7 separate regions of the Mus musculus genome follow, and regions 1, 2, 3, 4, 6 and 7 are each linked to region 5. Evidence: chromatin contacts called from public HiChIP or PLAC-seq, capture Hi-C and promoter capture Hi-C data. All regions are on one chromosome and are shown on one strand. The core of a region is the stretch at or near the end of the contact, and the rest is flanking DNA. Distances in the headings are between cores, read along the strand shown.

Region 1 (2,736 bases), core at 56-2,555, 680 kb before region 5:
AAGAATATTATCAAATAGAACCAGGGTGGATAATGTAATGCTGGGCAATGGGTATAAACAGAAATGACGTTAGGAATCTGGGACACAGGAATCAGCCCACATAGGAGTCCATGACATGGGACATAGGCACAGCTGCTCAGAAGGCAGAAGCAGGGCCAGGAGGTCAAAGGCTTAGCAGTGCCTTCAGTAACTGCAGGGAGTTCTGGAATGCTGTGAACAACGTTAGAGCAAACTGCCCTGAAATCCTTGCTGCATAAGGATTCTGGACCTGACTAAAGGAAATGCAGCCAGGGAGTTCTACTGATCAAAGGGCTGGGGGTGCTGGGACAGGGCAGAAGCAGGTGGAGCTATGAGGAACATTTTTCCAAAGCCCTGTCCTTGGTCCTCGGTAGAATGGACCACATGATACCCGGGCACTGAGGTGGGGATTCTGCAACCCAAGAAAGACATGAACAAGGCACAGAGGTGAAGAAAGCCCGGCTTGAGCTAAGCATGTGCCAGAATAAGAAGATGGCTTGATTAGCAAACAGTCCCAAGCTTCTCACAGGATTAAGGGCTGTCGGTCGGTTCTGAAAGATCACTTCAAGGGACAGCGCAGAAAAAGCTACAAGAAACAGCTAACGACTTTTTTTTTTTTTTTTTTTTTAAGACTGTTGTGTCAGGGCTCTGGACTCAGATCTCCGCTGTACTTTACTGTGATAATTACTTTTTGGAACGTTTCTGGATTTTATTCCAGAGCGGAGACAGGGCAATAACCACGATAAATAATAACAGTAATCCCGCCTTTGGGGCGGGATTCGGCGCGGCGGTAGCGGAGGTGGGGAGGCATGGAGTCTCGCCCCTAGTGGTAGATCACTACTCCTGGATTGGAGTTTAAAGCAAGGCCTGGGAGGGCGGGCGGTGTACACCCGCTGGCGAGCTCGCCGAACCCTAAGACCCCATCCCTACCCTCTGAACACAGCGCACTGTCCTGAGTTTCCGGGTTACTCCCACACTGCCGAACCCTGGCTGCAGGAGAAAAACATGAGAAATCCTCCACCCGCGCGGGCTGCTAGGGCTATTGGGGCTGCTGCCATCCTAAGGCCCCAGCTGGCTTTAAAACGGTGGCCCGGAAGCCAAGCTGAGCTACGGGACCAGGACAGCAGCCAGAAATCTGACGTGTCACCGTGGAGAGCGCGGGGTGGGGGGCACGCAGCAGAGAACTGGGCGAGGTTACCGTAGGGGCGCGGAGCTGCCTGGAGACCCGAGTCCAGTGGGCGACGCGCACAGCTCTGACTTCCCTGAGCCGGAGGTTCTGAGTTTAAAGCCAAAGCTGGGGAGGAGCTCCTACAGAGGGCGGAGGAGGGGGAGTGGAGAAGGGACTTCGGGGAGGGGTAGAAGACAGAGCTTGGAAGACAGGAGTAGGGGGGTCGGGTGGGGGACAAGGCAGACACCGGAACACTAGCCTTTGTGTTCAATGAGTGCCTTTCAGACTCTGGATTCTCTTTTAGACTCATGATCTTCGCTGAGACTCGATAGAATAAAAGACGGTGACATTTTGTTCTGTTTTTATTTGTTTGTTTACTTATTGAGAGACCTGTCTCTATGTAGCTCTGGCCACTCAGGAGATTGTATGTAGAGCAGGCTGGCCTTGAACTCACAAAGAGATCTGCCTGTCTTTGCACATCCCTTTCCTAACTCCTCCACCGAGTGCTGGGATTAAAAGCTTTGTTTTGTTTTTAGATGAGAAATCAGAGGGCAATGTGGGAAGAAGGACTTAGCCTTCCACCATTCCATCCTTTGGCTTTCAGGATTCTGGTTTACATAAATCCAAGAGCCTGTGCTAAAATCCACCAGATGGGTGCATCATTTAGCTAAAAAATTCTTAATAGAACAATACTATCTATAGAAGCGTAAGTCTGACTCAGTTTCCCCCTCCCCTTCCTTTTCTCTATGTTCTCCCCCCTTCTTCATGGAAGCTGGTTATACAGTAAAGGATGATCTTGAAGTCCCGATCTTCCATCTCCATCTCCTGAGTGCTGACATTACAGACTTGTGTTACCAACGGCTTATGCTGGGAATCGAAGCAGAACTTTGTGTGGGCTCGGCAAGCACCTTACCAGTGGAGCTGCAGTCTCAGGCCCTAATTTATTTTTCAGGGAGGGAAAAAAGCAAGAATTTGGGGTATTTTTTTCTCCAAACATGATCAAATGTCCCAGGATTTACATTCACGCTCCAAGATAAACATAGGTTTGAAGATGGACCAGACAAGTACAGTCTAAGATTTATTCTTAGCCCTGGCCTTGGCCTGGTCTTTGCCTGTCTCCTTCCTCCTCCTGAGGCCTGTGCTTATTCAAGTTGCCTGCCGTCTAGTCCTCCCCTACACAGGCCATCCACTAGGCAACAGTGTGTGAAGCTGCCCCTGAGTAGCCAGCTCAGTCTCCTGGTAGAAGGCACTGAGAGACTGTCCCTGCTCAGGATATGGGATAGGCCTTCTGAGTACAAAATGGGCCAGGGACTTGCCATAGAGTTGACAGAGGTCAGAGGCACCAACCTATTGAGGGATACAGGTCAGCCATGGACCTTCTCCAACGTGTTTCTGTACTTTCCATGAGGTGCATTTAACCATTCAGAAGCCAGGAAAACTGGGACTCACAAAAGTCAGCAGTGTTTGTTACAGTGTTCCCAAAGAAATCGCATCCAAGGACAGCCTCCCTGCCTGGCTCAGGCAGGCCTACAGGACAGCACCACCCTGGG
Region 2 (2,700 bases), core at 11-2,510, 660 kb before region 5:
TTTGCTTGCAAATGTTCATTGCAATGAGTTATGGGGTCTGGTTAAAGGCTTCTGGCTTCTACTACAGTATAAATACTGGATCCTCATCAGGACTCTCCAATATCCTGTTGTTGCCCTGTGTCTTGGAGATCCTGTGGCTTTGGATCTGTATGACCGGTCCCTTCATGCACTTGAGCAGTTTATAGGTGGTGTGTAGTTTGGGTGTCATGGCTGTGAAGAGAAACCATGACCAAGGCAACTTTTACAAAGGAAAACATTTAATTGGGGCTGGCTTTCTGAGGATCAGTCTATTCCATTACATCATGTCGGGGAGCATGGCAGCATCTAGGCAGACATGGTGCTGGAGGAGTCAAGAGTTCTACATCTTGATCTGAAGACTCACTTCTACAAGCACTCAGGGGAGGCTCTCTGTTGGGGATTGGTTCTAATGCTTTGTCTTAATTAAGCTCCCAACATCACACAGGAACCATGTCTAGACGCTGAGGGTCCCTGTCCTCAATTGGTTTTTGATTGAACAATAAATATCCAGAGGCCAATGGCTGGGCAGAGGGACAGAGGCAGGATTTTTAAGGTTTCCAGGGAAGAAACACCCAGGAGAGAAGAAGGGATTCCTCCATGAGAGGGGCAAAGGAAGGGCCATGCCACGAAGGAGCAGAAGGGTAAGAGGACGGAAGTGTAGGTGCAAAGGGAAAGCGGTCCCATAGGAGGGCAGCCCAGAAGGAAACAGGGCAGCAAAGATAAAATATAGGTTCAGAAAATGTTAACTCAGGAATATTAGAGAGGAGTGTGTGCTAGCTGTGGGGAGGTTTGGAAGTGCCCAACCACTGAGCAAGTTAAGGCTTATTAAATATAAAGGGTGTGTGTGTGTGTGTGTGTGTGTGTCTTTTCAGTCTCAAATCCAGAGCTCTTGAGCAGGTGCAGAGCCGTGCGTGTACCTCCTGAGAGCACAGTGAGGTTTAACAGTTTACCAACTATAGCTCTCTTTCTCCACTGGGCGGAGCTTGAGCACTAGGAGCCCTCAAAGCCCGCCTACACAGTGACACACTTCACCTATTCCAACAAGGCCACATCTCCTAAGAGTGACACTTCCCAGAGCCAAGCATATTCAGATCACTGCAGACGGTGTAGATGTTGGTGTGGGCCAACTCAAAGCACTGATCTGGGCCTGGGTGGTAGCTGAGTTGGTCAGCAGTCCTGTTTTCCTGAGCCTGGGCCACTAGGGCCACCTCCTCCTCTTTGCTGAGGCAAGGGGCGGGGCCAGCTTTCCTGCCTGAGGCCAGCTTTCCTGCCTGGGGCAGCTGGTAAGGGGTAGACTGCCTCTTCTTCACTCCGGCCATGAGGAAAAGCTTCCAGATGCCTCCACCAACAAGGTCAGCTCTACCTGGATGCCAGGGCGAGGTGCATGGCCTGCTCTCACTATCGAAATAATGATACTTTTATTGTAGAGATCCCCAACTTATCACATGCTGAAAGCTTCTAGAAAGAGGACCTAGGTTTGGGATCTGGATAAACAGAGTCAGAGAATATAAGCCCAAGGGGAGGTATTAGCCTTCCGCCCTACCCCCGCTTGCCTGAAGCAACTGCTTCGTGTGCACAGAGCAGCCTCTCAAGAACAACCTATACCAACTATGTCTCTTAGCCTCATTCCAAGAGCACACACATTAAGCTGTACTTAAATTTCTCTTAACTTTTAAAAGTGCTTTTGCCCAATACCCTGGTTTGAGTTGTTAAATAGAATGTAAGCAGTGACAGTCTGAAGTTTATAAAATGTTGGACTATGTTAGAATCACAGGGTAGGTTGGACTCTCCCCCCTGACACACATCCTGCTGACATTAGCATGACATAAGAAATGTTGCTGGGGTCTCAGTTCCAAGTGTTCTTTTTCCTTCTTTCTTTCTTCCTTTCTTTCTTCCTTCCTTCCTTCCTTCCTTCCTTCCTTCCTTTCTTTCTTTCTTTCTTTCTTTCTTTCTTTCTTTCTTTCTTTCTTTCTTTCTTTCTTTCTTTCTTTCTTTCTTTCTGGGGTGTTTTTGTTGTTTTTGTTTGTTTGTTTGTTTCAAGACAGGGTTTCTCTGTGTAGCCCAAGCTGTCCTGGAACTCACTTTGTAGAACAGGCTGGCCTCGAACTCAGAAATCTTCCTGCCTCTGCCTCCCAAGTGCTGGGATTAAAGGCGTGCGCCACCACCGCCCGGCTCTTATTTCTTATTATCAGGCCATCTCCCCCATTCCTTTTACAGGGAAAGCTGACGGCGAGGACACCAGTATGATGGTCTGGAATGGCCAGTGTGACCATGGCTGTGAGATGTTTTGGCAGAAGTCAGCAAAGAAAGCAAAAGAGGCTGACAAAGGAAAGACTTCAGGTGAAAACAAGAGGGGCCCAAGTATGGAAGGCCTGCCCAAAGCTGATGTCTTTTTAACCAGTTACAGCCAAGGCAGGCCTGTGAGGAAAGGAAGCCTCCTGCTTAAGAAATCTTGATTCTGAATGTGGCTAATTCAATGCAAGGTGTTGAAAGATCCTCGCAGAATGTAAAAGGACACAGAAGCCCTGAAATTGGCAAGATAGACGTCAGTGTTAGCAGAACTAGCTTCACTGATTTAGAAAAATAGAGGTGCACAATGCTCTGGCCACTCCTTGAACCTGTGTGTCTGCCAATGTTCTGACCAGGTGTGTGCCCATTGCTGCACCTTCATTAGACTCTTTC
Region 3 (2,700 bases), core at 95-2,594, 590 kb before region 5:
AAATTCAGATCCACATCATGATGGATAATAGGCTTGATATGATCCAGAAGTTTCTTCCTCCGTGGCCTTTACCAGCTCTGCCTCTGTCCTGAGACTGCTGTCCTGCCCACTACTCAGCCTCCCTTATATCAGATCCTATGAATAAGCCTTCCTAGCTCTGAGGGACCTAACAATATTTAATAAGTAATATGTTACCTACACATGTACAAAATGTGATGCTTGGCCAGAAAGCAGAGCTGTGAACAGAAACTCCTGAAAAGAGGCTGTGTCTGCAGAGGCTGACTGACTGGCTAGCATTTCAGTCTGCAGGGAGGTTTGAATGTTGCCGTTCCAGAGGCCAGTTATCTTATCATAGGCTAGTTCTAGCCCTCCAAAAGAGCCGGCCCTTTCCTGCATCTATGTCAGAACTAGCTAGAATCAATTAACTTAGCTACTGATGTCAGCAGATGACACAGTGAGCCCAATGAAAGCTTCTTCCCAATCTTGCTGCACCTGCCTCTCTGATGTACCTATCAAGGTATCTTAAACTTGCCTTGACTTATGACTTTCTTTGTTCTGTGAAGTCATATCGAAATAAAATAAAAACAAGACCTTCATAAAACTGCTACCGTGTTGGAACATGGAATTTAGGGCAACCTAAATCTATGTTCCTGGGCCATGGTCACTCAAAACGGTTTAGTCCAAAATAAACTATCTCTTGTTTCCTTAAAAACAACAAAGTTTAAAGTAAAATGCTACCTAAGCCACATGTTCACAGTTTTAATCCGTTAAAAAGTACACAATGAATACATATTTAGCAAAAACATCCCAGCTCTGGGTGCTATTGGTGAGAAGCTGGGTCTACACACGAGCACACGGTGAATTGGCGGGTTAGTGGCAAGCGGAGTTTAAAGAGCCAGTGTACTTTGGGGCTGAAATAACTGGAAGGTTCACACACTGAGATAAAAGTGGAGAAGTAAGGGGTGAGAGGGAGGGAAGACAGCAAACAAAATAAAACATAGGCAAGTGAGAGGCAGGCAGGCGAGGAGGAAGTCGTGACTTCAACGACAGGAAAAATCGCCATTCGGTGAAGCCAAGACACTGCAGTACAGGGCATGACGCGTGACAGCAGCCAAGCAGTCAGGAAAGGCTGTCCCCAGGAAGCCAGGCACGTGAGGGAGATGGGTCAGACAAACACGGACATGTGAGAAGACTGACCCACCTCATCTGCGTGTGAAACATGGATTTCACTGCCTCATGACTGAAAGACAAAACAGACACCCACGAGGAAGTCAATACCACTGCAGCCCCAAGAGAGCACAGCATTGTGGGCTCACGCAATCAGGGCATTGACAGTCACGACCAACCTCACCCCTGCTAGCTGGGCTCCCCTGCCAGGGTGCTGCCCGGAACAGTGAGAGCGCACTGGGAACAGGGTTACAAAATGGAGTCACAGAGGGATTCACTGCTGAACAACTGACCTCCTTTCCCAGGTCCTCAGTGTCCACTTAGAGTACAACAGTGAGATTGTTGTAAGACAACGTAACTGAGAAGAGAGTGCTGAGAAAAATGTAGAGATGATTTTCCTGTCCCAGTGACTAGCATGGTGCATCAATAAGCACGGCCTTTTTGGTGACTCTCTTTGGGGGAGAGTTCTGAATTGCATATGTAGAGAGTACTTATTGTGGTTAAAATGGGGCCACTGAGCCGGGCAGTGGTAGCACACACCTTTAATCCCAGCACTTGGGAGGCAGAGGCAGGCAGATTTCTGAGTTTGAGGCCAGCCTGGTCTACAGAGTGAGTTCTAGGACAGCCAGAGCTAAAAGAGAAACCCTGTCTCGAAAAAAAAAAAAAAAAAAAAAAAAAAAAAAAAAAAAAAAAAAAAAAATGGGGCCACTGATACCATGTCCAGGCTGATTTCCAGTGTCGCAGGCAGATAGGCAGTGACTGTAATGACCTTCTCCCTTGCACAAAAGCAAACAGATCCAGGGAACACATGACCACTCACAGTTAGTAGATACAAAGAAGCTACAGCAGACACCAGAGATGCCCTGAAGCACGGGCCCTAGGTTCATTAATTATTACACAGTCAGAATAGGGGCCTGGGGTCACCAGCACTTACAGAAGGGCCATCTGGGAATTGTGCATAGCTAAGTGTGATTAACTCAGTCAACCAGGCTAAACCTGGGTAACAGATCCTCTAAAAAGATTCCATGAGGTCTAGGCCAATTGTCCCTAGAGGCTTAGACCCTGGAGTACAATGTGCTAGAAAATATTATTCTCAGAGTCCAAAATAAGCTTTCCCAATCTTTGTCATCTCTCTCAACTGCTTTAGATACTGGGGTCAGGAACAGAAAGGAAATAAGAACTCATAGCCTTGGCTATGTGGCCACTTCAACCTGGTTCTCAGCTGAGACCCAGAAACCACTGTCTCTGGCTTCAAGGAAGGTTTAGGAGAAAGCTGCTGGTGGGTGGCTCGAAGTTGGCTTTCATCTGTCATGTGCCCCACTCCCAAGATCCAAGTGTCTGCCCACGTGTCTTTGATCTGTGCCTTTCTGGGGGCAAAGGGCTGAACCCTGAGGACTGCGTCACCTGGGTTCCTTTGCTCTTTGGCCTCTGGGTGAGGTTGGCCAAGTGGAAGAGAACGGGGTTGAAGTTGTTAGCCCGTATTTCCAGCAGTGCCTAACTTCTTTGCAGGAGCAGTTGTATGGCACAGCTCAG
Region 4 (2,700 bases), core at 84-2,583, 1.0 Mb before region 5:
TTCCCTCTCTCCAGCTGGATCTCCCACAGTCTCCGTTTGGTTGCAGCAAATTTGCTGGGTCTGGGGCCCAGGTCAGTCTTTCACTAACAGAAAGCGTTAGTGGCTTTGCTGTGGCACTAAACACTTTCTGTCCAGACATCCTGTTTTGGTGTGTATGACAAAGTGCTGTCAGAATGCTAAAAAAGAGGTTTGCTGGTGAGATGGCTCAGCGGTTAAGAGCACTGACTGTTCTTCTGAAGGTCCTGAGTTCAAATCCCAGCAACCACCTGGTGGCTCAAAACCACCCTTAATAAGATCTGACTCCCTCTTCTGGAGTGTCTGAGGACAGCTACAGTGTACTTACATATAATAATAAACAAATAAATCTCTAAAAGAAAATGCTAAAATGAAATAATTAGACCTGTTCAGTTCACTGAGAGTCTGACAGTGGTAAAAGCTTATCCTACACTAAGACATCTAAAGGACTTTTCCTGAAGTTTCTTTCTGGTTTTGGTTAATTATATGCCAAATTTGGTTAATTATATGTTATACAGAAAAGCAGTTATAGAGTTCTCCTTCAGCCACCAAAGAAAAATTATAAACAAACGGCAACAACCTCAAAAAGAGGCTAAAGCTGTAGCTCAGTTGACAGAGTGCTTGCCTAACAGGCCTGAAACCTTGGGTTCAATTCCCAGCACCCCGTTAACCAGGCATGGCGGCACACACCTGTAATTCTAGCACTGGAGAGGTGGAGATGGGAAAGGACCAAAGCAGAAAAATGGGAGTCCCACACCCTCAACACACACTGAGAAACAGCCAAAAGCTTGCGTAGAATGAAGTGGGCAGGGTTGGTGGGGAGCTTTATTAGCTGTGAATACCAGCAGTCGCTCCTCCACTGGCCTCGTCCCAGAGAGATTTTTCTCTCCCACCAAGGAACCCTCACCTGCCTTTGACATCTTCCTTTGACATCTGCCTGCCTGGCCGAGCAGCTCCCGTGGTACCAGGAAAGCATTCCCTGTTGTCAGGAATGTGGGAGGCCAGTGTTGTGTATGAAAATACCCGTCTTTTCAGGTCTAAAGGTAGAGTTTTCCTACTAAACAGCGGTTCCCAACCTCCAAACTAGCGGAAGAGAGGTGAGGATCAAGGAAGTGGCCAGGGGGAGGGGGCATATACCACCTTCAGCCTCTGGGATCTCACTGTCCCAGCTCTGCTAGTCCCCCTTTGGATAAACTAGAAAATAATGCAGAGTTCTCTAGCCCCACCCAGGAACAACAGCCACAGCCCCGCCTCAGGCATTCCAGAAAAACACAACTCAGGCTAGGTCAGATGAATAGGACAGAAGCGGAGCTTCAGGGTCAGGTGACTGTCACCGTGCGGAGAACGCAGCTCCTCAGCCAATCAGAATGGATGAGCAGCGCACAGTTCCTGCTTCTGAGCCAGCAGAAAGTCGCCTTTGCAGCGGCAACGGGAACCCAGGAGCTGCAGACTGATAACCACAGCAAGGTGTGGGGATATGTGAACAAGATCAGTGCAAAGTACGGCCTGTGTTTCTCTACACAGGACAGAGGTTGTCTGCGTCAGTTCAGTTTTCTCTCTGATCGTGGTTGTCGCCGAGGTGCTGAGTGTGGGGACTGACCATACTGTTTTTTCCTGGAGACTCTATACTCAGTGTTAGAGAAGGGTGGAGGCCCCGGATCCTCATTTCAGAACAAGTCCAGGCAAATACCGTTCATGTTAGTCATGCATTTATTTAACTGTCATTTACAGCATCGAATGTTTAATAAGTGTATACTAAGTGACAGGTGGTAGCTGAGGACCTGGAGCCCCCATGTCATCTACCTGTTCATCTTCCTGAAACAGGATGTGGGCTATGCCACAAGACAACTCTGACGCAAAGAGAGGTTTGATCCCTCGTACCACATAAACCAGGTGTGATGGTGCAGGCTGTAATCCCAGCTCTCAGGAGGTGGAAGCATAAAGATCAGAAGTTCAAGGAAACCAACAGCTATAGTCAGCCTGGGTATGTGTGTGTGTGTGTGTGTGTGTGTGTGTGTGTGTGTGTGTGTGTGTGTGTGTGTAGATTGTCATTTTCTTTTAAAAGAAACACCATATAATATATACCATATATATCATTATATATATATATATATATATATTGAGCCCAGGTTCCCTGGAAGAGCAGCCAGTGCTCTTAACCACTGAGCCATTTCTTCAGCCCTGGTATTTGACATAGTCATCCTCCCACTGTTTCTCTATAGGAAGATACCCCTCTTCTACCTTCTGTATGTGGTCATGAGAGGACTGTGACCAAGCCCTGCCCCCTTCAAAATATACCCATAACCCAAAAGCTAGGTCCATTCCTCTCTCTGGGGAATTTCTGTTCACGGGTGTGACATTAGTGCCTGTTCAGTTCCCCAAAGGCTATTATGCTGGTAGGAAAGCATGCAAGCGGGTGAGATCACAATGTCAGATGAGAGCCAGAAGGCCAGACGGTACTCAGGGGTTCAGGCTGAGACTTCTGTAACAATTCACTCTTGTGGGAGATAATTCTCTTATTCTTGTCTGAGGGTGGTGCCCATGATGACTCGGGGCTGGAGAGCTGGAGCAGCGGAGCCCTGGCTGCTCTTCGAGAGAGAAGACCTGGGTTTGATTCCCAGCACCCACATGAAGGCTCACAACTATTTACAACTCCATTTCCTGGGGATCTGTTGCTTCTGGCCT
Region 5 (2,700 bases), core at 95-2,594:
CACCTAAAATCTCAGCATGTGGAAGCTAAGGAGGACTGAGAGTTTAAGACCAGACTGGGCTCCATAATGAGGCCTTGTCTCATTAAAAAAAAAAAAAAAAAGAATTTAAAGGTTGTGATGGTGGTGGTAGTGGTGGTAGAGGAGGAGGAAGAAGAGTAGGAAGAGGGTTAGAGAGATGGCTTAGCAGTTAAAAGCACCAACTGCTCTTCCAAAGGTCCTGAATTCAATTCCCAGCAACTACATAGTGGCTCACAACCACCTGTAATGGGATCTTCAGGTGTGTCTGAAGAGAGCGACAGTGTACTTACATAAATAAAATTTTTAAATCTTAAAAAAGAAAAGAAGATACAGCAGTCAGAAATCAAAAGGGTTCACACACACACACACTGGAGTAAATAAAAACCAGACATTACACTAGACATATTGTATATAAATTAATGTAAAGTTCAAAACTAGACAAAATATGCTTTTGAGAGATGAAGGTATAGTTGCTCAAGTGGCTATGGGAATAATGACCGGGGCAATGCACGGGGTGGAAAGGGGCTTGGCTTGAACTGGTGTTAGTTACACGTATGTCCCCTAATATAAACTTTTTATATACACATTTCATAACTCACAAAAGTTCCATTTTTAAGCTCTAATACCTGGAAATTTTATATGGTTACTTTTTTCCCTCTTGGTCCTCTGCCTATTTTTCCACAAATGTTATCTCTACAGTATAAGTTGTGTGCAAGTCGCTTACTGATCACCCCTATCATACTTGAGTACTTTTAATTTCCTATCTGGTTCTGCCTTCACTCCTAAAGCCCGCCCCGCTACCATCAGAGGGGTGTACTTCAAAACGAATTTGACCAGGCTCCTGGTAATTACACACGGTTCTCAAGGAGACCAGATACTCGATGCTTTACACACTTGTTTAACCCACAGGTAGGAGGAAGCCCCATTTTACCGCTAGAGAACCAAAATACTCAGAGAAATTATATGACTCTCAAGGTCAAAGTTGAGAGAGGTGGTTGAACCTCTAAATCAGATTTTTTAAAAAAGCGGACTTTTGGGTGTCACCCTCACCTCCTCTACCTCAGTCTCGGGTGTGCTTCCTAGGGCAGGGTGGATCCAGTGAACGCGGGTCATGGGCACTACACTGTGCAAGGTATCGCGCAGCAAACCTCCGACCTCAAGTCATCTTGTTTTTCTTTCCTCGTTAACATCCAAACTAAATTCCCACTCCCTCCCGCGCCGACCCTCTTCTCAGTGAAGCTGTCAATAGAACACTGACCTGAGGCAGCTCTCACGGCGCCCGTGAAGATGGAAGCCGCCATCTTGCAGCCTGCCTACGGTGGCCGCAGTGGACTCAAAGTTACAAAGCAAAAGGATAAGAAACGTGGAGGAGGCGGAACTAAAGGGAACAGGCGTGGCCAAGGTTGAGCTCTTTGAACCTTGCCTTTCTGCCCTAAACCACCGTCTTCTTAATTACTTATTTTGCCTTTATGTTTGGGTTCGCGCACGACCCTGCGTGCTTATGGGGGTTAGAGAAAAACTTGCAGGAGTTGGTACTGTCTAAACTTTTGTTTGTTTGCTTTTGTTTTGTTTGAGACAGGTTTTGGGGGTTTTGTTTGTTTGTTTGTTGTTGTGTGTTTTGTTTTGTTTTGTTTTGTTTTAGATTTATGTATGTAGCCCTGGTTGACCTGGAACTAGCTCTATAGACCTAAGCTGGCCTCGAACTCACAGAGACCCGCTGCTGGGATTAAAAGTGAGAGCTACACTCCTCCCCTATACCCCAACTCAACTTCCCCATTTTTGAGACAAGGTCTTCCAAGATCCCGAAGGTGACTTGGGACTCCTGTACTCCAAGTGACCTTACTGCCAGTATAGATATGATAACAAGGATTACAGGCTCTGCTGCTGAGCCAGCATGGATTGTGTAAAGACACTTAAAACGAAAATAAAAAAGCAAAAATTAAGGTGAAAAGGGAAGAGAAAAGTCCAAAATAACAAGAAAAACAAACACCCCACAAATCTCATTTAGAGAGTGGCGGTTCAATTTTTGGCTTCAGGACTCTTACACTCTATTGAGGAACTAGTAGTGGTGGCTACACCTAGGGTAACAGCTCCATAGCAGGTTGAGGCTTGAAGACCTCAGAAAATTATTGAAAATTCAAAGAGCTTTAACTTATATGGTTATATCTACTGGTATTTGTTATACTAAAACTTAAAATTGGGAAAAATAGGGGGCTGGAGAGATGGCTCAACTTTTAAGAGCACTGACTGCTCTTCCGAAGGTCCTGAGTTCAAATCCCAGCAACCACATGGTTGCTTACAATCATCTGTAATGAAATCTGATGCCCTCTTCTGGGGCTGTCTGAAGACAATTACAGTGTACTTATATATAATAATAAATAAATCTTGAAAAAAAAAAACTCAGTTGTCTTTTTCCTACTGCTGCTACAAAAACTATGACAAACTCAGTGACTTAAATGCCATAAATTCACTATCAGAGTTTTGTAGGCCAGAAATCTAAGATAAATTCCAAGGACTAAAAATCAAGTTATACTAAGGCTGTGATTCTTCTGGAAGCTCTAGAAGAGAAGTCCTTTCTCTTGCTTTTTTCCAGTTTCTAGAAAATGTCTGAAATCCTTGGCTCATGAACACTTTTGTATTTATTTATTTATTTATTTATTTATTGTTTTGCTGCATAAACAT
Region 6 (2,700 bases), core at 21-2,520, 790 kb after region 5:
CAAGTGGTGAGCCTTCTTCCGGCTCTGTGTCACCCTCTTCAATCTCCTTGGTTTCCACGTCTTCAGTAGGCTCTGAAGACTTATCTCCTTTCTCTGGCTTTAAAGAGAAGTCAGAGTCCCCTGCCAGTGTTTCCCCAGATTCAGTTTTGGAAGTAAGTGTTGGTTTTTGTCCTTTTTCAGTTGGCTGGACTTTGTCAGTCTTCGAAGTCTCCGTATCTGGGGAGATTTTGGAGGTGGGCTTGTCCAAATCAACTTTCGTGGACTTGCCAGAATCATCTTCTGTGGCCTTATTCGAACCAGCTTCTGTGGGCTTGCCAGAATCACCTCCTGTGGGCTTGCCAGAATTACCTCCTGTGGGCTTGCCTGAATCTTCTGTGGAGCTCTGATCAGACTTTTCCAGTTTGGGGTTGACTGGTGAGAGGGGCCGCGCAGTTTCGTTCAACTCGGCATCCGTTTTCTCGGGCTGCCTTCTGGAATCACCCAAACTGTGATCGGTCGCGGCGGTCCGCGGCCCAGATTCCGCCTTACTGGAAACTGCTGCCAAAGTCGTCTTGTCCTGGTCTTTTTTATCTGACTTCTGCCCCTGACCGTCGGTCGGCCTTGTAGTCTTTACCTGGTTAGAAGAAGGCAGGGGAGTGGAGGACTGTTTGGAAGGCTGATTCGGAGGATTCTGAGAGTCACCTGAGTCGGCGTCTCTCTTATAAACGGACGGCAGAGCTCCTGAAACAAACAGAAAAAACAAAAAACAAAAAACAGTAAGTCCTCGGAAGAAGAGAAGCGGGCTTGACTTCTGAGAGCCTAGCGGGGATGGCCGAATGGGAAAGCGGAGATGGCTAGAGCAGGGTCGGGCCAGACAAGAAAGACGCCGGCTCCCGTAGCGACCCACCAAGGTGAGGAATGGGGAACCTAAAGGGGAGAGTGAGCTGGGCTGGGGTGGGGGTCCTTACTCGCCACCGCGACACTCAGCAGGAGCAACGCAACCTGGAACCGCATCCTGCAGTCTGCGCTTCCGCCCTCTGATGACGTGAGAGCGGCGCACGAGATTTTCCCGAGCGTGGCCCCTCCCTTTCCGGCGGACTGTTTCTCTTCCGGCGCAGCCCCGCCTTAGGGGTGGGGCTACCGGGCGACAGCAGCCGTTGTCTGTGTGTTCCGGTAGAGTGCCGGAAGTCAAGTCCAGCTCTTTATTCCCCCCCAAGTCCCTTCTGTTTCTCAGCAGTCTGCGGGGCTCGGCGATCTCGTTCTTGTTCACTTGGCCTCGTTTTTCGGAAGCTGTTGCGACCGGCAGGTGCTGCGTCGCCTTCGCTGCTTATGATGTAGGGTCGTGGGGCCGGGCGCCTCTTTGTCGCATCCTCTGCTCGTGTTTCCAACCTCTCCGTTGCCGATGCTGCTTTCTCACTTCACAAACAAATGTACTCTCTTCAGCACTTGCCCATCTAGAAGCAAACACATTTCATCCTGATCCTAATCCCTTTCTTGGCTGTATCCAGGGCCCTCTGAATTTACCAAGGTTTTTGATTTCTTGTTTGTTCTTCTGAATTTCTATGTGTTTGAAACCATATTGCTATGTGGGCACCTGCTGCCTCCTGAGTGTTTGGGATTACAGGTGCCTCACCACGCCCCTGTTGGGCTATTTATTTATTTAAGAAATAAAATATCAAAGATTTACTATTTTTATTTGTGTATGTGTGTCTGCCACCTGTGTGTAGGTGCTCTTGGAGGCTAGATGAGGGCATCAGATGCCCTAGAGCTAGAGCTTCAAGCGTTTCAAACTCTGTGGGTGTTGGAAACTGAACTCTGTTCCTGTGGGAGAGCAACAAGCCCTGAGCCATCTCTCCAATCCAGGAAGTAAGGTACTTTGTTACTCAAACAGGAAGACCTTGAGTTTCTGATCTTCCTACTGGACTACTGGCTTGTGTCTCCAATTTATGTGGTACTAGCAATCAAATCGTGGTTCTATGCACACTAGACAAACACTCTTGTCTCATTCACCACATATATATTCTTTTTCTTTCCAAGACAGGGTTCTTCTGTTTAACAGAACTCGCTCTGTAGACCAGGCTAGCCTTGCAATCACAGAGATCCACCTACCTCTGCCTCTTGAGTGCTGGGGTTAAAGACATGCACCACCACACCACACAAGCAACACATTCTTTTTTTTTTTTTTAAGGTTTATTTTATTTATTATATGTGAGTACACTGTAGCTGTCACCAGACACTGGAAGAGGGAATCAGGTCTTGTTACAGATGATTGTGAGCCACCATATGGTTGCTGGGATTTGAGCTCAGTACCTCTGGAAGAGCAGTCAGTGGTGCTCTTAACTGCTGAGTTATCACTCCAGCCCAAGCAACACATTCTTATAATGCAAACAACAAAATAGAATTTTAAAAGAAATATACTTAAAAAAACTTTTTTTAGAGAGCCAGGTGATGGTGGGACACAACATTAGTCCCAGCACACAGGAGGCAGAGGCAGGCAAATCTCTGAATCAGGCCAGCCTGATCTACAGAGTGAGTTCCAGGATAGCCAGGGTTACACAGAGAAACTCTGTCTTGAAAAACAACAGCAACAGACATCTTTAGTGTCTAGGGAGATGGTTCAGTGCTTAAGAACACTGACTACTCTTCCGGAGGACCCACATTCCATTCCTGGAGCCCACAAGCCACCCGACAACGGTCTATAATTCCAGTTTCAGGAGACCT
Region 7 (2,728 bases), core at 129-2,628, 700 kb before region 5:
GGGTCGTCGGCTTTTCCCAGGGGCTGTGCACACCAGTACTCTCTCATTTCCTCAGATTTGGAAGCTGGTGACTAGATACCTCCAGGGAAGTCCCCACACTACCATGACTGTTCCCTCAAGAATCCATACCCAGGCTCCTTCTCCAGAACCAAGTCTGTTCTGACTGACTGAGGGTCTTATCAGGAGAAATGGCTGTGCACACTGGATCTCATTTGCCCCACCCTGATGATCTGTGTACTAAGGCTAAGGCAGAGGTCCTGTCTGAGACTCAACTTGCTCACCTATAAGAAGTAAGGACTGAGAGAGAGATTTCTCAAAAGGGAATCCAGGAATCTAGGACTTGCTGACCAACCAGCTCCAGGTCAATGAGATACTGTGTCAAAAAAAATAAATAAATAAAAAATGACAGCACCTGAGGAACAACACAGGAGGTTGTTCTCTGGCCTAAACACACACACACACACACCACACACCACACCACACACACACACACTTCTCCAGCAGCAATGCATTTCATGTGTGTGAGTTTGTACACTATTTTTTTCAAATAATTTTCTAGATCCATCTGAATGACTTAAAAATCAAGTCACTGCATAATTTCAGTGTCTGCATTTATATCTGAATCCACAATCACCAGCCAGAAACTCTGTCACACAGGAGGCTGAGGCACTGGGCTAAGCTGGCTCTGAGAGAAGGGAAATGACCTCCCAGCTGCTGTGACTAGGGTGTTCCTGCAGCACAAATGGAAGAAAAGCTTATCAATAGACACCCACAATGATCATGTGCCGGGAGGACACTGCTGGAGTCCACCACAGTCTTGGTACCAGCACATGCGTGTTACACAGTGACAAGGTTATTTTGACTTTCTTGATTCTGTGTTTACGTCTGCTTTTCCTAGTTGAAGCAGTACGGAAGCGTGTCAGTAAGAAGTTTTACACCAGCTCTCTGGTGGTGGAGACAGGTGATTGATGGTTGTGGCTTGCTCCCTGCTAGCCTAGCTCCAGGTTCAATGAGAGATGCTGCCTCAAGGGAATATGATGGAGAGTCACAGAATGGGACACCTGACTCCTCCTCTGGCCTTTGCACAGACATGGGCTTGCTTACTGGGTCTCCCCATCTCCAGCTACTATTGCTCTCTCAGAAATCACAGACAGACAGACAGACAGACAGACAGACGGACGCACGCGAGGGCACACACACACACACACACACACACACACACACACGAGGCATATGTGAACTTTTAAAAGGAGAGAGAGAGGCACCAATAATAAGATGCAATACATTTTTTTAAATTTTTAAGTTATTTTTTATGGAATCCAGGACTTGCTGACTAACCAGCTTTGCTGCTTAGAAAGCTCCAGAACTCTTCCGGGGACGGTGCTCAGAGGCACTCAGGATGGTCCAGCGTTTGACATACCGCCGTAGGCTTTCCTACAACACAGCCTCTAACAAAACTAGGCTGTCTCGAACCCCTGGCAACAGGATTGTTTACCTCTACACCAAGAAGGTTGGGAAAGCACCTAAATCCGCATGTGGCGTGTGCCCAGGCAGACTTCGAGGGGTTCGTGCTGTGCGGCCCAAAGTCCTTATGAGACTGTCTAAGACACAGAAGCACGTCAGCAGGGCCTATGGCGGCTCCATGTGTGCCAAGTGTGTCCGTGACAGGATCAAGCGGGCTTTCCTTATTGAGGAGCAGAAAATCGTTGTGAAAGTGTTGAAGGCACAAGCACAGAGTCAGAAAGCAAAATAGATATGCACATTTTTTAAGTAATAAAAATCAAGACTTGATCTAAAAAAAAAAAAAAAAAAAAAAAAAAAAAAAAAAAAAAAAAAAAAAAGAAAGCTCCAGAACAATGAAAGAGCCTGTCTAAAAAAAATAAAATAAAACAGGGCAGAGCCTGCTGAACAGCACCTGAGGTTGTCCTCTGGGACAAGCCTAGATATGACTCAGTAGTAGAGCACCTGCCTAGCATGTGCAAGGTACTAAGTTCAACCCTCAAACCTTCAGGGTCCCCAGACTTCAGAAAATAAAGTCAGACAGGTGGTTTGCCCATGAGCAATGACAGGAGTGTGGTTGGATTGGCCAGCCCCACCTACTTTAAAGCAAGGACTTTGGATGTGTTCTGCTGCCCTCTGCTGGCTGGGAGAATTATTGCCAGGCTTTCCAGTGGATTTGGAAGGCTTCTTTTCCCCAAGGGAGCCAGAGAGTGCTCACCTTTGCTTGCAGGGTTGCTTACACGCTGCTGGGGTCTGAACCAGAGATACTTAAGCTGAATCGGTTTTACAAGCAACATGATCCCTGATGAGGAGTGAGCCTTGGATCAGAGACAATAGGAAGATAAGAGATGAGGGAGAAGTGACCCTCAACAGGTGGCCTAGCAGCCAAGCTCTGCTTTAAATCTTGACACTGCACCTGTTACAAGGCCCCCACACATGCATGTGTTTCAATGCCTGGCCTTTAGAGGGTGGGACTATTAGGAGGTGGGCCGTCTAGGAAAGCACAGCCAGGTTCTCACACAAAGCAAAGACAGGTGAGGGGGACCAGGGATAAAGAAAAGGGGGGCAAAGAGGAGTGGAGACTAGGAGGAGGCTGGAAACCCAAGGGAACCCCACTGGCTCTCCAGAGTAGCTTCAATGAACACTTCACACAGAACTCAAAGCCATCATCTCCCAGAATCCCAGTTGGCTCCTTTGTAAAATGGACTTGTCACACTGCCATCCGGAT

The links. Promoter capture Hi-C pulls out the DNA fragments that hold promoters and counts their contacts. HiChIP or PLAC-seq counts read pairs in DNA pulled down with a chosen protein or histone mark. Capture Hi-C pulls out chosen DNA fragments and counts their contacts.
Region 1: a contact with region 5 is called in a promoter capture Hi-C map of liver, with 6 times the contacts expected there. The contact joins the promoter of Thnsl2 here to the promoter of Mrpl35 in region 5. A contact is called at or near these places in 15 of 39 promoter capture datasets (the 3T3-L1 cell line, the HPC-7 cell line, HPC-7-derived erythroid cells and 9 more), 1 of 15 datasets of contacts at CTCF or cohesin (embryonic stem cells), 1 of 484 Hi-C or Micro-C datasets (liver), 17 of 115 datasets of contacts at active chromatin or transcription factors (T-cell acute lymphoblastic leukemia, astrocytes, embryonic forebrain and 10 more) and 3 of 9 other capture datasets (adipose tissue, liver and macrophages).
Region 2: a contact with region 5 is called in an H3K4me3 HiChIP or PLAC-seq map of the SCID.adh cell line, with 9 times the contacts expected there. The contact joins the enhancer-like site here to the promoter of Mrpl35 in region 5. A contact is called at or near these places in 6 of 39 promoter capture datasets (HPC-7-derived erythroid cells, embryonic stem cells, hippocampal neurons and 2 more), 1 of 484 Hi-C or Micro-C datasets (B cells), 16 of 115 datasets of contacts at active chromatin or transcription factors (the SCID.adh cell line, T-cell acute lymphoblastic leukemia, astrocytes and 9 more) and 2 of 9 other capture datasets (adipose tissue and embryonic stem cells).
Region 3: a promoter capture Hi-C map of liver shows a contact between it and region 5, with 4 times the contacts expected there. The contact joins the enhancer-like site here to the promoter of Mrpl35 in region 5. A contact is called at or near these places in 7 of 39 promoter capture datasets (the HPC-7 cell line, HPC-7-derived erythroid cells, embryonic stem cells and 2 more), 3 of 115 datasets of contacts at active chromatin or transcription factors (bone marrow-derived macrophages, cardiomyocytes and embryonic stem cells) and 1 of 9 other capture datasets (macrophages).
Region 4: a contact with region 5 is called in an H3K4me3 HiChIP or PLAC-seq map of bone marrow-derived macrophages, with 5 times the contacts expected there. The contact joins the enhancer-like site here to the promoter of Mrpl35 in region 5. A contact is called at or near these places in 2 of 39 promoter capture datasets (the HPC-7 cell line and embryonic stem cells), 3 of 115 datasets of contacts at active chromatin or transcription factors (bone marrow-derived macrophages, extraembryonic endoderm stem cells and pancreatic cancer cells) and 1 of 9 other capture datasets (adipose tissue).
Region 6: a contact with region 5 is called in a promoter capture Hi-C map of adipose tissue, with 3 times the contacts expected there. The contact joins the promoter of Tgoln1 here to the promoter of Mrpl35 in region 5. A contact is called at or near these places in 7 of 39 promoter capture datasets (erythroid cells, hematopoietic stem and progenitor cells, hippocampal neurons and 3 more), 5 of 484 Hi-C or Micro-C datasets (CD4 T cells, effector CD8 T cells, muscle stem cells and 2 more), 4 of 115 datasets of contacts at active chromatin or transcription factors (bone marrow-derived macrophages, effector CD8 T cells, pancreatic cancer cells and 1 more) and 3 of 9 other capture datasets (adipose tissue, liver and macrophages).
Region 7: a contact with region 5 is called in a capture Hi-C map of macrophages, with 5 times the contacts expected there. The contact joins the promoter of Rpl34-ps1 here to the promoter of Mrpl35 in region 5. A contact is called at or near these places in 1 of 39 promoter capture datasets (the SN4741 cell line) and 2 of 9 other capture datasets (liver and macrophages).

The regions. Positions count from the first base shown.
Region 1 is chr6:71,143,075-71,145,810 of GRCm38.p6, forward strand. Thnsl2 (threonine synthase-like 2 (bacterial)) reads right to left here and starts at 1,306. Exons shown (of 9, transcript NM_001033929.2): 1 at 1,217-1,306.
Region 2 is chr6:71,163,476-71,166,175 of GRCm38.p6, forward strand. No RefSeq gene overlaps it. Among named protein-coding and RNA genes, the nearest start is that of Gm38827, 11 kb to the left of the region's middle. Within about 2 kb of position 1,261, at least 18 of the 459 cell types and tissues checked have an H3K27ac peak or open chromatin away from gene starts, as enhancers often do. A contact at or near this core is called in the SCID.adh cell line and T-cell acute lymphoblastic leukemia, where this site is marked.
Region 3 is chr6:71,234,142-71,236,841 of GRCm38.p6, forward strand. It overlaps Smyd1 (SET and MYND domain containing 1), which reads right to left. Exons shown (of 10, transcript NM_001160127.1): 5 at 1,202-1,240. Among named protein-coding and RNA genes, the nearest start is that of Smyd1, 27 kb to the right of the region's middle. Within about 2 kb of position 1,345, at least 28 of the 459 cell types and tissues checked have an H3K27ac peak or open chromatin away from gene starts, as enhancers often do. A contact at or near this core is called in bone marrow-derived macrophages, embryonic stem cells, liver and 1 more, where this site is marked.
Region 4 is chr6:70,823,303-70,826,002 of GRCm38.p6, forward strand. No RefSeq gene overlaps it. Among named protein-coding and RNA genes, the nearest start is that of Gm30331, 9.9 kb to the left of the region's middle. Within about 2 kb of position 1,334, at least 344 of the 459 cell types and tissues checked have an H3K27ac peak or open chromatin away from gene starts, as enhancers often do. A contact at or near this core is called in adipose tissue, bone marrow-derived macrophages, embryonic stem cells and 2 more, where this site is marked.
Region 5 is chr6:71,822,440-71,825,139 of GRCm38.p6, forward strand. Mrpl35 (mitochondrial ribosomal protein L35) reads right to left here and starts at 1,345. Exons shown (of 4, transcript NM_025430.3): 1 at 1,277-1,345. The coding sequence starts at 1,319.
Region 6 is chr6:72,615,730-72,618,429 of GRCm38.p6, forward strand. It overlaps Tgoln1 (trans-golgi network protein), which reads right to left and starts at 1,271. Exons shown (of 4, transcript NM_009443.3): 1 at 948-1,271; 2 at 1-720. The coding sequence starts at 993.
Region 7 is chr6:71,123,211-71,125,938 of GRCm38.p6, forward strand. It overlaps Rpl34-ps1 (ribosomal protein L34, pseudogene 1), which reads left to right and starts at 1,379. Exons shown (of 1, transcript NM_001199350.1): 1 at 1,379-1,791. The coding sequence starts at 1,400. The coding sequence ends at 1,753.